Regions from separate parts of the Mus musculus genome. Here regions 2 and 3 are each linked to region 1. The links are chromatin contacts, called in public HiChIP or PLAC-seq maps. All regions are on one chromosome and are shown on one strand. The core of a region is the stretch at or near the end of the contact, and the rest is flanking DNA. Distances in the headings are between cores, read along the strand shown. Region 1 holds the start of Dgcr6 (DiGeorge syndrome critical region gene 6). Region 2 has its middle 17 kb from the start of B830017H08Rik. Region 3 has its middle 18 kb from the start of 4933432I09Rik.

Region 1 (4,449 bases), core at 850-3,349:
GCCACATATGCACAACGGCCTGATGTGACACAGCACAGTGCTCTCTAGTCTCCTCTGGGTCACTGTGGAGAATCATTACGTAATATGGCAGTCTCCATCCATCCTCCCAGCTGTCATACGATGTCTTACATGATTTAGTGACATGATATGTCAGAGGCATGTATCTTCCATTAGCTGTCATGTGATATCACAGATGGCATGGTACCATGGTTGCTCTAGCCTTCATCCTTCTCAGCTGTCATAGGCTGTAATATGTGGCCTACGGGACATTGTGGGGTACACACTAATACTATGTGTTTCAGGCATGTGTCCCTGTTTAGGATCTGTTTGTATCCTAATTGGTGTGCTAAAAAGATGTTCAAGGATTGCTCACACTCCAATATCCAGAGTTGAGTATGTGAACAATTAATGACTTTCTTTTGGAGCCAGGGTCTACTGCATCTCAGGCCAGCCTGGAACTCACTATGTAGCCAAAGATGCCCCTGCGCATCCGACCATGCCTACAATTCCTGAGTACTGGAATCACAGACATGCGCCACCATGCCTGGTTTCTGTGATACTGCACATAGAACCCCACTGCATCTTGAATGCTAGGCAACGCTCTACCAACTAAGCTACATCCCCAGCTGCAGATCGTGACTTTTAAATGTCTGATTTAAATGATTCACCATAATTTGGTATACTGTCAACATTAAATTACAGTTACTTTGGAGTATATTTATTCATGCAAATTATTTCTCCATGCACAGGTGTTTCAGAGGCTTTTCTATTGCTGCGAGGACACCATGAACAAGGCAACTTACAGAAGGGTTTGTTGGGGGTCTTACAGCTTCAGAAGGTGACTCCAGGACCACCATGGTAGAGAGCATGGCACCAGCCAGGTAGGCAGGTATGGCCCTGGGGAAGTAGCTGATAGCTTATATCTTAATTCAAAAGCATGAGGTGGTGCTGGTAGTGATGAGACAAGAGAAAGAGACAGACAGACAGACAGACAGACAGACAGACACACTCACACAGAGAGACAGAGAGTCAGAAAGAGACAGACAGAGACACAGAGAGAGAGAGAGACAAAGAGAGACACAGAGACAGAGGTAGAGAGACATACAGAGACAGACATACAGAGACAGACAGACAGACAGAGAATGTATGGATGGTGTATGTTTTAAAATCTCAAAACCAGCCCTCAGTGACACTCTTTCTCCAATAAAGCCACACCTCCTAATCCTTCCTTAGTAATTCCACCAACTGGGGACCAAGTTTCCAAATATCTGAGGCTATGGGGTCATTTGCATTCAAACTTCACAAGGTTTCTTCACTGTAATTTATGTTACCCAGATCTGAATTCACTACTTCAGAGCTTATCGTGGCAAAAGGGAAAACAAAAAGAAAGTAACCAGGATGATTCAACAGAGTTATATTTTTAAAATAGTAATAAAAGGGAAAAAGATGGCACATCAGGGAATGTAATTTTTATTTAAAAAAACGCTGTAGGAAGGTGTCATTTCTCTTATTCATGCTGCAAACTAAATTATGAATGTGGACACTGTCAGGGGCTGGGGCTGGCTCAGTAGGTAAAGGACTGTTGAGCCAGCATGAATTCAACTTCACAAGACTCTTTTCTCATCTACTCTCCACTTCCAGGCAGTCGCTGAGGTTTCCTTGTGGGGGTGGGGTATCCTTTAACGCTAATAAAATTGTCCTAAAGTCTTTTATTAATGAGAATAAGAACCCTAAAGAGAAGCTGGCTCTCCTCCGTACTGTTTTCCTGAGGTCCCCCAGGGTGGATCACAACCCGCTGGGAGTGTCCAGCTTCCAGTGGCCTCAGTCTGCGCACACTAGGCGCAGGCCAGACTGGCTTCTTTAAAACACCCAGCAGGCCAGAGTTGCTTCTTTAAAACACCAGAATGCAGAGCCCTGGGCGCGCACCTCCAAGGTCAGCACCACTTGGGAGCTCAGCGAGCCCCTATTTCTTCTCCCTAGGACAAAGCGCTTACAAGCAGTCTCCCTGGTGGGTGGAGCGCGTCTTATTGTGCCTGACGCACCACGGTGAACGGCCGGAGACCGACCGGAGGGGCGGGGCGCATGCGTCGTTCGCGCTGGAGAATGACGTGAGGGGGCGGGGCGCGCCGGGGCACCCTAGGAGACCGAGTAGAGGGGCGGCGGGGGACCGCGCGGTAAACCGCGCGATGGACCGCTATGCGGCCGCCGGGGATGAGGCGGCGGATCGGGCCCGGCAGCAGGAGCGGCACTACCAGCTGCTGTCAGCACTACAGAGCCTGGTCAAGGAGCTGCCCAGGTGCGCGGCGACGGGCGGCGGGAGGACCGGGGCCGGGGCCGGGGCCGGAGCCGGGGCCAGGGCCGCGGCCGCGCTCACCCGGCGATCTACCCGCAGCTCCTTTCAGCAGCGCCTGTCCTACACCACGCTCAGCGACTTGGCCCTGGCGCTGCTCGACGGAACGGTGTTTGAAATCGTGCAGGGTCTTCTGGAGATTCAGCACCTCACTGAGAAGAGCCTCTACAACCAGAGACTGCGGCTGCAGAACGAACACCGAGGTGCAGGGGGCGACGGGACCTTCCCTAGGGCGTCCCTAGCCGCGGGAGCCTCGGGTCAGGGGGTGCAGAGCCATGCTGATCCTTTTAGTCTGCTGTCCAGAAACTTCTTACTCGCGTTCCCTAGAGTACCCACATCCTCCTAGGCTTGATGGACCTCGCTGCTTGTAGGTCTGTTGATAGCTGTGTGCTACCACAGAGATAATCCATTATTCCAGCACCTTCCCATTGAGTATCAGGCTTGATCACCTCCTCCTATAAATTATACTAGGCATCTTCCGTTGTACCATCAGATCTCCTTTCCATTTTATTTGTTCAAGCTTGACTCGGTTCAAACATTTTAGGAAAGAATAGTGTGACGATGTCCCCATGCTACGTTATAGATCTTTGGGCTTTGTTATTGCTTTGGATTTTGAAACTGAGGACTGAACCCAGGGCTTCTCACCTGCTAAGCAGGTTTTCTATATTGGGCTACATTTACATGCAAACATACTCTGCCTTTCTGGCAATGCCTGTGTGCTGCCAGACAGGATTTTCCCATTAGAGATAGGTGTTGGATTTTGTTGAAATCTTTTGCAGTTCCTGTGGAGATGATCAGATGGTTTTGCTGTTACTCTCGTGAGACATTGATTTCTAAATCCCAGAAAGGAATTGTATTCTAGGAATGCATCTTGTAATATTTGTGTGGGGATGAAGGTAATGCCTCAGAATGTGTTGAGAAGTCTCTTGTTCTCCGAGAGCTTTAGTTCTTCACCAAATGTTTGAGTGGCTGTGCTTTTTCTTTTTTTTTTTTTTTTTTTTAATAATTTTTTTTTTTAGATTTATTTATTTATTATATGTAAGTACACTGTAGCTGTCTTCAGACACACCAGAAGAGGGCGTCAGATCTTGTTACGGATGGTTGTGAGCCACCATGTGGTTGCTGGGACTTGAACTCCGGACCTTTGGAAGAGCAGTCGGGTGCTCTTACCCACTGAGCCATCTCACCAGCCCGGCTGTGCTTTTCTTTATTCTTTTTAATGTTTTGATGGAGGTATGTGGTATATCTAGTTCACAAGCCTAAAGTACACGACTAAGTTCATTCTTTTCCATTTTGGTTTTCCGAGACTGTTCCTCTGTGTTGTCTAGAGCTGGCTGTCCTGTCTCAGCCTCTCCAGTGGTGAAATTCCAAGTCTGGGCCAGGCCCTACCTTGCTCATCCTTTCCAGTAAGCAGGAGGAGGCTTTGTTCCTTCTGTTGCTTCCACCATTCTTCCAGCACTTGCTTCCATCACCAGGAAGGAAAGACACCACTGACTTCTTCTTCCCCTGATTTCACTGTGGAGCTGCTCATCATCCTATAGAGCCCTTTTGGGTGGGATGTTCTTGGTACCTGCTTCAAGCCTTTGCTAGTTGTCTTTCAGAAGGCTTGAACTAGGCTGATACACCTGGCAGTGAGTGCCTCTGCTGCCTTCAGCCAGATACAGAAGGTGGTGGCTGGCATGGGCCACCTTGCTGTCCTTGGACATTACCATGGCCAGGTCCCTAGTGAGCAGGGAGCCAGTGTGGACTCTGGGAACTGACCTGGGATGTTCTGCAGTATTGGATAAGTGGACTGAAGGAGATGATGTCTCACACATGTACCTGCTGCCCCAAGCCTTCTGACTACTTCATATTCACTGCAACCAGACAAGCAGGCCATCTCTTCTTTGCCCTTGTGTTGATGAACTTATGATAGACTAAGTCAGTTTCAAACAGCAATGATAAATGGTATCACTGGGGTACATAAAATGCCAAGACCTAGGGGAGGCTGTAAGCACTGCCGAGGCTGTCAGATTTAAGGGAACCCCAGGGACCCTTCTGAATAGAGCTGTCCCATGAATCTCCTCTAGGAATAAAGGTGTTGGCTTTCTCAGAGCCGG
Region 2 (4,449 bases), core at 616-3,115, 250 kb before region 1:
TTTTTTTTTTTTTTTTGCTGCGTGTGTTTGGCATATGTGTATGCGTGAGTGTGTGCACCCATGTGTTCATTTGCAGAGGCCAGAAGAGGACATCAAGTGTCTTGTTCCATCACTCTCTGACTTTTTCCTTCAAGACAGGAGCTAGGATGGCAGCCAACAAGGCTCAGAGATCCTCCTGTCCCTCCTTGATTCAGCATTGGGAGGGTATGTGTGCTCTGGGGACTAGAACTCAGGTTTTTATGTTGTCACCTCTGTGACATTTCTCCAGAGCTTTTAATTTGTGTGTGTATCTGTGTGTGCATGCTTGTGGGGAGACACCAGGTGCCTTCCTTTATGGCTTTCTACATTAGTTGTTTATTTTGAGATGGTCTCACTATAGAGCTCTGGCTGGCCCAGAACTCTCTCTCTCTGTAGACCAGTCTGGCATCAAACTCACAGAGATTCTCCTGCCTCTGCCTCCCAAGTGCTGATATGAAAGGCATGAGCTACCACATGTGGATCTACTTTATTTTTCAAGCCAGGTTTCTGTGGATGGAGAGATGGCTTGGTAGAAAGTGCACGGACTGCTCTTCCAGAGGACACGGGTTTATCCAGTCCTAGGGGATCTAATCTACTTTTCTGGCCTCTGTGGGTACCAGGCACCCAGGCAATGCACTAGCATACATGTAGGCAAAGCACCTAAATAACAATTAAAAATTCACTGGGAAATGTCAGGGTCTCACTAGTTCAGCTAGACTGGCTGGCTGGAGAGCTTCAAGAGCCTGCTGGTTCCTGTTCTGCTCAGAGGTGGGCGTACACCTGTCCACTACACCTGGCTTTCACACAGGTTATGGAGGTGCACACTCAGGCCTTCACACTTGCATGGCAAAAAGCAGTTTACCCACTTACACATCTGCACAGCCCTTATTTTCTTTTAAAAGAAAATGCCAGCTGGGAGGAGGTGATGCACACCTTTCATTCCAGCACTTGGTAGGCCAAGGCCAGTCTGATCTGTGGGAAGAGTTCCAGGACAACCGGGGCTACACGGAGAAACTCTATTTCATAAATAAATAAATAAATAAATAAGACAATTTTTAAAAAGAAAGGAAGGAAGGAAGAGAGAGGAGAGAGAGAGAGAGAGAGAGAGAGAGAGAGAGAGAGAGAGAGAGAGAGAAGGAAAAATGCCTGTGTCTAGCTGCAAAAACTCTCATGGCTCTGGCCCCACTAAGCATGTTGGTAGGATGACTTCTTCCCTAGCCATGACCATATCTAGTAGGAGGGAATGGCTTGTGAGAGACTACTTTAAGGTCAAGCCAGGCTTTTTCACCTGGAGGGACAGTCGTCTGGCTCTGAGAATCTAGAGCTGATGACTTGGGAGAGTGGGGAAGTAACCGGCGAGTGTCACCCTGATTGACAGATTTGTTCTCCAGGGGTCAGTTGTATCACACACAGCTTTGCTATGCTCAAAGCATTTATGGGGTCCATGCCACTCGCCTTGGTATTCCCTGCATCCAGCAGGCTGCCAGGCATGGAGCTCAGCAAGCCCCTATTGAACTCCTCACAGTGCAACCTCTGGCGCTCCAAGTGTGAGTTCCAGCAGAAATCCTTCCCGCCCTGGAAAGCCTTCTCTCCCGGGGTGAACCTTCCTGTGTGTGGTAAGACAGTGGTTCTGGGTGAAGGTCTTGCCGCACTTGTGGCATTTGTAGGGCTTCTCGCCAGTTTGGCTGCACCATGAGGTAGGAGTACAAGCTGAAGGCCTTAACGCACTCGAAGCACCGGAACGACTTCTCCCCGCTGTGGGTGCGCTGGTGCACCCCATGTCCCAGGGGCAGCAGAGCCGCACTCGCAGTACTTGAAGGGCATGTCGCCGTGTGCGCCCTCTGGTGGAGGGCGAGGCCCGCGCGCCTGTGGGAGGCCTTGGCGCAGTCCCAGCACTTGAGTGGCTTGTGGCCACGGTGGATCTCCTCGTGCACGGTGAGCGAAGAGTGGCAGGCGAAGGCCTTGCCACAGCCGCACCTGCAGGGCCTCTCACCCGTGTGGCCGTAGAGGTGGCGGGTGAGGTGCGTGCGCTGGTTGAAGGCCTTGGCGCACTCGGCGGCGCATGCGTAGGGTCTCACCCCGATGCGCGCTGGGCGGTGCGTGCTGAACAGCGAGCTGCCCCTGGAGGCCTTCTCGCGGGCACCGCGCTTGTAGGGCCGATCGCCCGCGTGCACCGCGGGTGCGCGTTGGGGCATGAGTAGCAGCGTGGCTGCGCTGGTGCTCCACGAGGTCGGCGCTCCAGAGGCCTTGCTGCACTCGTGGCATCTGAAGGCCATTGCGCAAGTGCAGCGAAAGGGCCGGGAGCTTTGCAGGAATACCTTCCCGCACTGGCTGACTTGCTCTCCGCAGCGTCAGTGCCCACCCACCTCATGCTGTCTGTGCTCTCGTGTAGATTGCCTGGGCTCTTCTGACGGTTGCTGTGCTCTTTGGTGGTTCTGAGGCAGTCCCTTTGTGGACTGGATGTCCTTGCTGCATCTGGCAGATGAGTGTTCAGTGAGAGTGCCTTGATCAAAGGAGAGGGGGCACCCTAGAGGGACAGCCTCCTCAGTCCCACTGTGGCTGCCAAGGCTCTCCTTTATGAGGTCGCTCCCACTAGCAATAGGAGCTGGCTTCCACAGCGCAGCCTCGCTCCCCAGTGCAGTGTCATTCTGCAGCTCCCAGGCCAGGATACTACCTGGGCTGCCTCCCATCTGACCTGCCTGAGAATCAAAGCCTGATATAGCCCTGTATTGTAAATGTCCTCCAATTATCTCAGGCTCCACCTTCCAATCTCTAAGAGATTGAAGCAGAGTTTTCTGTACGGAGCAGAAGCATGGCCCTGGAGCTCAGACTGGGTTGCTGGACTGGAGTTGCAAATAAACCAGAAAATTAAATAGAAAACCAAAAGCACCCGGAAGTCCAGAGGCACAAAAGCAGAGTGCCCAAGTGAACCGCCAAAGGAACTCTTCCAGCTGAAGACCCAGCCAGGCTTCTAATCAATCCCCGAGGGCTGAGATCAGGATCAGGTCTCGGGATCAGGAGCTGATTCAGTCCCAGATACATCCACCCACAGATTGCACTGGCATAAACTCAAGTCTAAAAATGTGAGCCAGCAGTTCTGTGGTGCCTCAGGGGAAAGAGGACTGCCTCCTCTCACTCTTTAGTACTCCGTCCCAACAGCTGGCGCTGCTTGAACACATCAGAAACGTAGCAGCAGACCTCTTGATGGGTTTGCCTCCTAGGATGTCCTCTGTGGAGCTATCCTGTGAGGTAGTGCGTGTGCACAAGGGCTGCCCCAACCTCACTTTCCTTGCTCACCTCTGACCTCGGCAGTGTGCTATATCTGACTACTCAGGAACAACTCCACTGTTGCCTCTGACCGGGGAGATTCTCACCTTACTCTGCAGGAGTTTAGTTTGAGATAGAACAGTGCTTCTCAAAAAGATACAAGAAGTAGGCCTGGCATGGTGGCTCACATCTTTAATCCCACTGCTCAGGATGCAGAGGCTGTTGAATCTCTGTGAGTTCGAGGCCAGCCTGTCTACATAGTGAGCATAGGACAGCCAGGGCTGTGTAGAGAGACCCCTGTTTCAAAAAACAAAAATAAAACAATCATACAAGAAGTTGCATTTTCTCTTGGAGGAGACCAGACAACCAAATTAGATGGGTTGCACCCACTTATCTGCACTTGGACTCCAAAAAGGGCCTTTTCCACTACTGGGGTGGCCTCTGTGCTGCTGAGAGACTTACTTTCTAAGTCTATTTTCTCCACAAGCTCTCAATATAGTATAGGGGTTCTCAGCTACAGAGGAAGGGGACAGTCAGAATTGACTCCTGAAGGGTAGAGAGCAGGCAGCTAGATGCAGGATGAGCAGGAGAGAGCCCATGTTAGGTGTGCAGGCAAGAGTGGAAGTGAGGATGTGAAGGGTAAATTCTAGGAGAGTGGCCCTTTGAGTGCAGGGGAGGAGGGACTGTGGCAGAGGGTCCTGGGGAGACACTCTCACCACACGATGAGTAGTATATATAAAAGGGAACATTAAAGATGACTCTGTGCACAATCCAGGAGGCCAGGTAAGGATAACTTGGCAAAAACAGCCTTCAAACTGGCATTGCAGTTATGAATATGAATATGAGACAGGGAACCTCAGACTCAAGAAGGTGGCAGGAAGGAGGATAGAGAAGGCAGAACCTGGCCATGCCCAAAACCTAGGTGGCCAGAGAAGATTTGCTACATCCATTCCAGTAGTGACTGGCGTGACAGGCCTAGAAACCTGGAAGTAGTCCCGAGGCAAAAAGTTCACAGAAACTTAGTCTCCTGGAGCCATGGCATCCCATAGCACATATGCTCCAATTTTGCCCTTGCGTTAGTCAGAGTATGGATCTGTCTGCTTTCTTTCAGTATTGTTTTATTATAGGTGTCTCCAAGCAATGACTTGCCAAATACCTAAGCAA
Region 3 (4,449 bases), core at 631-3,130, 130 kb after region 1:
ACATACATAAAAACAAAGAGGACATGAAATCAGGAGGGGGATATGGGGCAGGTTTTAGGAAAAGTCGGAGCAGGGAATGGAAGTAAATATCATCAAATATAGTGTATGCATATATGAAAGTCTTAAATAGAAAATAAAGCCGTGCAGGAGACAGCATTGTGGGGTCTGTAAGTGCAGCTCCAGAGAGTTTAGCTGGGGAGAGACGACCCGCCTGCCACCTCCAGTTCCTGCGCATTCCTGCCGTGGGGGAACGCACCCTCAAGCTGTGAGCCACGGTAAAACATTTCTTTCTTAAGTTGCTCTCCTCAGGTACTTTGTCACAGCAACTGGAGAGTATGCAGAGGACACCATGTTTCCAGGAATCCAAACCAACCGTACCCCATGCACAGGCACACACAGCCCTCTCTGTGTCTCCAGCCCTGGTGTGTCCCTTGGAGCCACAACTCCCATTCCCCCCACATTGCCTTACCCTCCCCCCCCCACCCCCTACCCCCACTCCCACCTCACCCCTGAAGAGAGGAGGAGCCTCCAGGGTCACAGCAGGGCTCCTGCCCCACGTGTTTGTCCAGTCCTGTGTGGTGACTGTCTCCAGAGAGCCCGACCCAACAGGAACAGAGGTGGGAAAGACTGTGGGGTGGCAACTAGAAACCCCTTGTTCCTGAACTGGTGCTATAAGGAGATCCAACTGAAATTCCCCAGTTGGGAGGTGTCTGTCCTTACACACAAAGTCAAGGCACGGCCTAGGCACAGCAGTGTGGCAGTCCTCATAGGAATCGGGGCCCAAAGTATCTGTATTGCCGGACCCAGGGAAGTAACTGCCATGGAGGGTCACAGAGCCCTGTGTCCAGTAGACAGGACAGGAGAGCCAAAACATGGCTGCAAAGGCCAGCCCTTGCACAAGGGACCAGAAAGCACAAAAGCTGCGCCCCTCAGCCTGAGAGTTTGTCTCCCATCCTTCTGGGCCAGCTTCCAGCACTGAAGATCCACCAGCTTTCCTGGTTTACCATGTGCCCGTCACACAGCTCTGCTCAGGCTCAGGCAGGCCAGAGACAGTGCTCACTTCACACCTTCCCCTCCCACACAGTTCTTCGGAATACAGTGGCCACTGCCAGCAAGGACCCCTGGGAAATCAGCTGATGCCAATAAACCTCCCTCGGATACCGTAGGGTCCCCAGTGTACCATTGCTCTTCCACATCAACCAGTCCACCGCAGCTGTGTCTCGGAGCCCTCATCCATCAGAGGCGGGGTCAGCCCAGGGCTGCTTTCCCACAGCCTGTAGCCCACCCAGAGCTCAAACCCTCAGTAGTGCCTCTCAGCACTTGCCTGGCTCCATTGCTGGGGCTGCAGCTCATCCAGCATCATGGTCAGGAGTCGGGTACTGGCTGGGCTTGCCACCCGCCAGCCTGACATTTCCAAATAGGCTAGCAGTGCTTTGTCAGCAGGCAGAACACGCACTGTCAGCAGCTCCCCAGATACCAAATGCCAGTGTGGCTACCCAGGCATGGCAGGATGAGGCCTGGACTGGGCGTGGGTGCAAGAGCTGTGGACGGGAGTCCTGGGGCTGCCCTGGGGAGAATGAGCTGATCTTTGCCAGCCAGCCAGCTCCAGTCTTTTCTGGCCAAAACCCCGCAAGGCTCCACCCTTCCCTCTCTCATAACAGGTGTCCACCGTAGCCCTGGGTGGGCCTCAGCACCCAGCAACTCTCGTTGGACTGTATAGCCTGCTTCTCCCCAGGTGTCTGCACGGTCTAAAAATCAAAGCCACGGCTACCCCAAGAGTCCCAGCATGGGCTTTAGGGAGCATTTCCTACCACATTGCTGGGCCCAGCCTGGACAGCCAGCTGGGACTGGGAGAGCAGACAACAGCCAGCTCCATGGGCCCAGGCAAGTCTATTGAAAGAAAACGTGGGTGAGGCCAAGCCCCGCCCACAGCTCCACAGTTCCCTGGAGGGCCTCACCCACCAGCAGGTTGGCATTCAGGGTGGGGAAGCAAAGACAGTGACTGGAAGATGAAGTGTGAATGACTCACGGGTGTCACAGCTCCTTGACTTTCAAGGAAGTTAGAATAGACTGAAGCCAGTCCTAGATTGTGGTAATTGCTCATAGCAGCGCGGGCCAATTAGCATGTGACTGAGGAAATGAAAACAAGACTTTTTTCTCCTGTTAAAATATTTCAATACAAAATGTAGGAGGCTCTGCTGCTAAATGGAGTCTGCCTGTGAGGAGGACACTGTGCAGGAGACTCACTTGGGTCCTAGTACACATGTCCCAGGAATATGACCCCTGCCAGTACATGACCCCAGGAGGACATAAGCCTGGGAGGAATTCACGTTTACTCCAGCCCACGTGGAGAGTGCCATCCAGTTCAGTAATTAACAGTCATATTGTGCCCGGTGATATCATCAGCTGGGGCAAATCAAGGGGGGGGGGTGAGATGGGCAGGGGCAGCTGGGGCAGCTGGAGCAGGTGGGGAGGTAAGATGGGCAGGGGCAGCTGGGGCAGCTGGGGAGGTGAGATGGGCAGGGGCAGCTGGGGCAGGTAGGGCAGCTGGGGAGGTGAGATGGGCAGGGGCAGCTGGGGCAGGTAGGGCAGCTGGGGAGGTGAGATGGGCAGGGGCAGCTGGGGCAGGTATAGATGGTAGAGCAGGTACTGCTGGGTAGCAAGATAATACCTGAGGATGTGAACTGATGGAGAGGAGACCTGGGTCTGCAGAGCAGGTGCTGGGCCCTGTTCCTGCTGTGGCTGGAGTGCAGCAAGGAAGATGGAGGCTTCTTGGTCTTTTGCTCAGAGTCCCCTCTTCCCCTGTGCCTCTTGGGGACTCCAGCACCTCCAATAAGGTCCGAGCAAGTGCAGAACTTTTATCAAAGGCTGTTCCTGGCAATGCCCTACTGTGGACTACCTCCCCACTTTTAGCAGGGCCTCATCTGCCTCTGTACCCATAGGAAGGTATTGGGGCTCTGGTGGTATAGTCCCCGCAGCTGGCAGCCCCAGCACTCCCTTTGTACTTGTGTCTTCCTTGTGACACCCCAGAGCTGGCAGAAGACTGACAGAAGCGAGCCAGGGCCCCTCAGCATACTGGGCACATCACCTCTCCCTCTCTGCAACTCTGCAGCATCTTTGAGCTGGTTACCATCAGCATCCCTGGGATCACAGTCACAACATATGAGTGGGAGGCTAAGTCACTGATCCCAACAGTTAGAACATAGCAGGGCCACCTTCTTAGAGTTGAGTCCTGACAGACAAGCTTACTGGGGCAGGACCCTGCCCAGCCTACCTTGTTCTCAAAGTCAGTTCTTCTTCTTGAAGGTCTTCTCAGGGCTGTGGATACCCACACTTGCTAACAGGGCTGCCAGGCCTAACTCAGGCCGATTGGTGGCTGATTGATGGGTAATTGTTTTACCTCTGAACAACCCAAGCCCCATAATTTCAAGGCATAAATCCCAGCCTGTCGGGCTTGGCTGACATGCAATGACACCCAGAATTAAACGGGAGCATAACAATTAACAGCCCATAAAAGTGTTTCTAACGGAGCTAGCCAGGGAGCACTACCAACAGGCTCCATCCCCTGGTGGGGATCCACACAGAGGCCATGTCCAGGAGGGAAGCGCTGCTCACTCTTCTCACCAACAGCTCCCACTCCTGGGATAAAATCACACCCTGGATTCAGCACTGCCCAGGCCCACACCCTGCTTGGGCGAGGCCCCTAAACCAGAGATCCTTAATCCTGCCACCCCCTCAGCTCCTGGTATGACAGGCACTATGAGCCCCCCCCCAACCCTCCCCAGTCATTTGGAGGTCACTAGTGAACATGTGCAGCCATATGCAGAGGTAGAAATCAAGAGCCAAACTCCAAGCGGCCCACAATGCCCTACCCAGTCATTCCCACAGCTCCATCTACCCTACCCTACTCTACCCTACCCTTGTTCCCAGTGTCACCATGCTCAGACAAGCGCTCATATTCAGCCTCACACCAGGGTCATTTTGGAGGAAACCACACTAAGAGAGGCCAGCAGGCTGTCCCCAGGACTCCCGTGCGCTTCACTCTTAGGACCATATGGAGGCCTACAGGGTCCAGAGCTCTTTTAGAGAATGTTCAGCCCACTCCTGCTCCTGCTCCTGCTTTTGACCTCTCTAGCACCTGCCCTCAGAGTTGCAAAGCTTGGGAGCCTCAGGCCTGGACAGCAGTGAAAACAAAGGTTCCTCCTTTCAGATCCCCACAGGGTCTCCAGCTCCGGAGCTGAGCTGGGGAGCAAGGCCTCTGAGAAGTGAGGAAACATGATTGACCCCAGTAGCTCCTGCCTCTGACGCTGAAGTCCCCACCGTCAAGGTGTCCTTGGGTTCGGCCATTCCTGTGCACAGAGGACAAGGATAGAGCTGGGAGCTTCCTAGGGACCCAGCTTGAGGTCCTACAGGTGAGTCAGTGACTCTCGACCCTGCAGCCAAGTGACC

What was found. HiChIP or PLAC-seq counts read pairs in DNA pulled down with a chosen protein or histone mark.
Region 2: an HNF4G HiChIP or PLAC-seq map of pancreatic cancer cells shows a contact between it and region 1. The contact joins the enhancer-like site here to the promoter of Dgcr6 in region 1. A contact is called at or near these places in 2 of 39 promoter capture datasets (the C10 cell line and embryonic stem cells), 2 of 15 datasets of contacts at CTCF or cohesin (embryonic stem cells and large pre-B cells), 1 of 484 Hi-C or Micro-C datasets (embryonic stem cells), 4 of 115 datasets of contacts at active chromatin or transcription factors (embryonic stem cells, large pre-B cells, pancreatic cancer cells and 1 more) and 2 of 9 other capture datasets (adipose tissue and liver).
Region 3: an H3K4me3 HiChIP or PLAC-seq map of bone marrow-derived macrophages shows a contact between it and region 1, with 2.8 times the contacts expected there. The contact joins the enhancer-like site here to the promoter of Dgcr6 in region 1. A contact is called at or near these places in 9 of 39 promoter capture datasets (3T3-L1-derived adipocytes, the HPC-7 cell line, cranial neural crest and 6 more), 2 of 15 datasets of contacts at CTCF or cohesin (the NIH/3T3 cell line and large pre-B cells), 24 of 484 Hi-C or Micro-C datasets (3T3-L1-derived adipocytes, CD8 T cells, bone marrow-derived DN2 thymocytes and 16 more), 17 of 115 datasets of contacts at active chromatin or transcription factors (the HPC-7 cell line, the NIH/3T3 cell line, the SCID.adh cell line and 11 more) and 3 of 9 other capture datasets (adipose tissue, liver and pancreatic islet).

Annotation. Positions count from the first base shown.
Region 1 is chr16:18,064,304-18,068,752 of GRCm38.p6, forward strand. Dgcr6 (DiGeorge syndrome critical region gene 6) reads left to right here and starts at 2,100. Exons shown (of 5, transcript NM_001289814.1): 1 at 2,100-2,296; 2 at 2,393-2,553. The coding sequence starts at 2,187.
Region 2 is chr16:17,813,641-17,818,089 of GRCm38.p6, forward strand. It overlaps the pseudogene Zfp520-ps. Among named protein-coding and RNA genes, the nearest start is that of B830017H08Rik, 17 kb to the right of the region's middle. Within about 2 kb of position 1,866, at least 112 of the 459 cell types and tissues checked have an H3K27ac peak or open chromatin away from gene starts, as enhancers often do. A contact at or near this core is called in pancreatic cancer cells and pro-B cells, where this site is marked.
Region 3 is chr16:18,193,286-18,197,734 of GRCm38.p6, forward strand. No RefSeq gene overlaps it. Among named protein-coding and RNA genes, the nearest start is that of 4933432I09Rik, 18 kb to the right of the region's middle. Within about 2 kb of position 1,881, at least 123 of the 459 cell types and tissues checked have an H3K27ac peak or open chromatin away from gene starts, as enhancers often do. A contact at or near this core is called in CD8 T cells, the HPC-7 cell line, bone marrow-derived macrophages and 8 more, where this site is marked.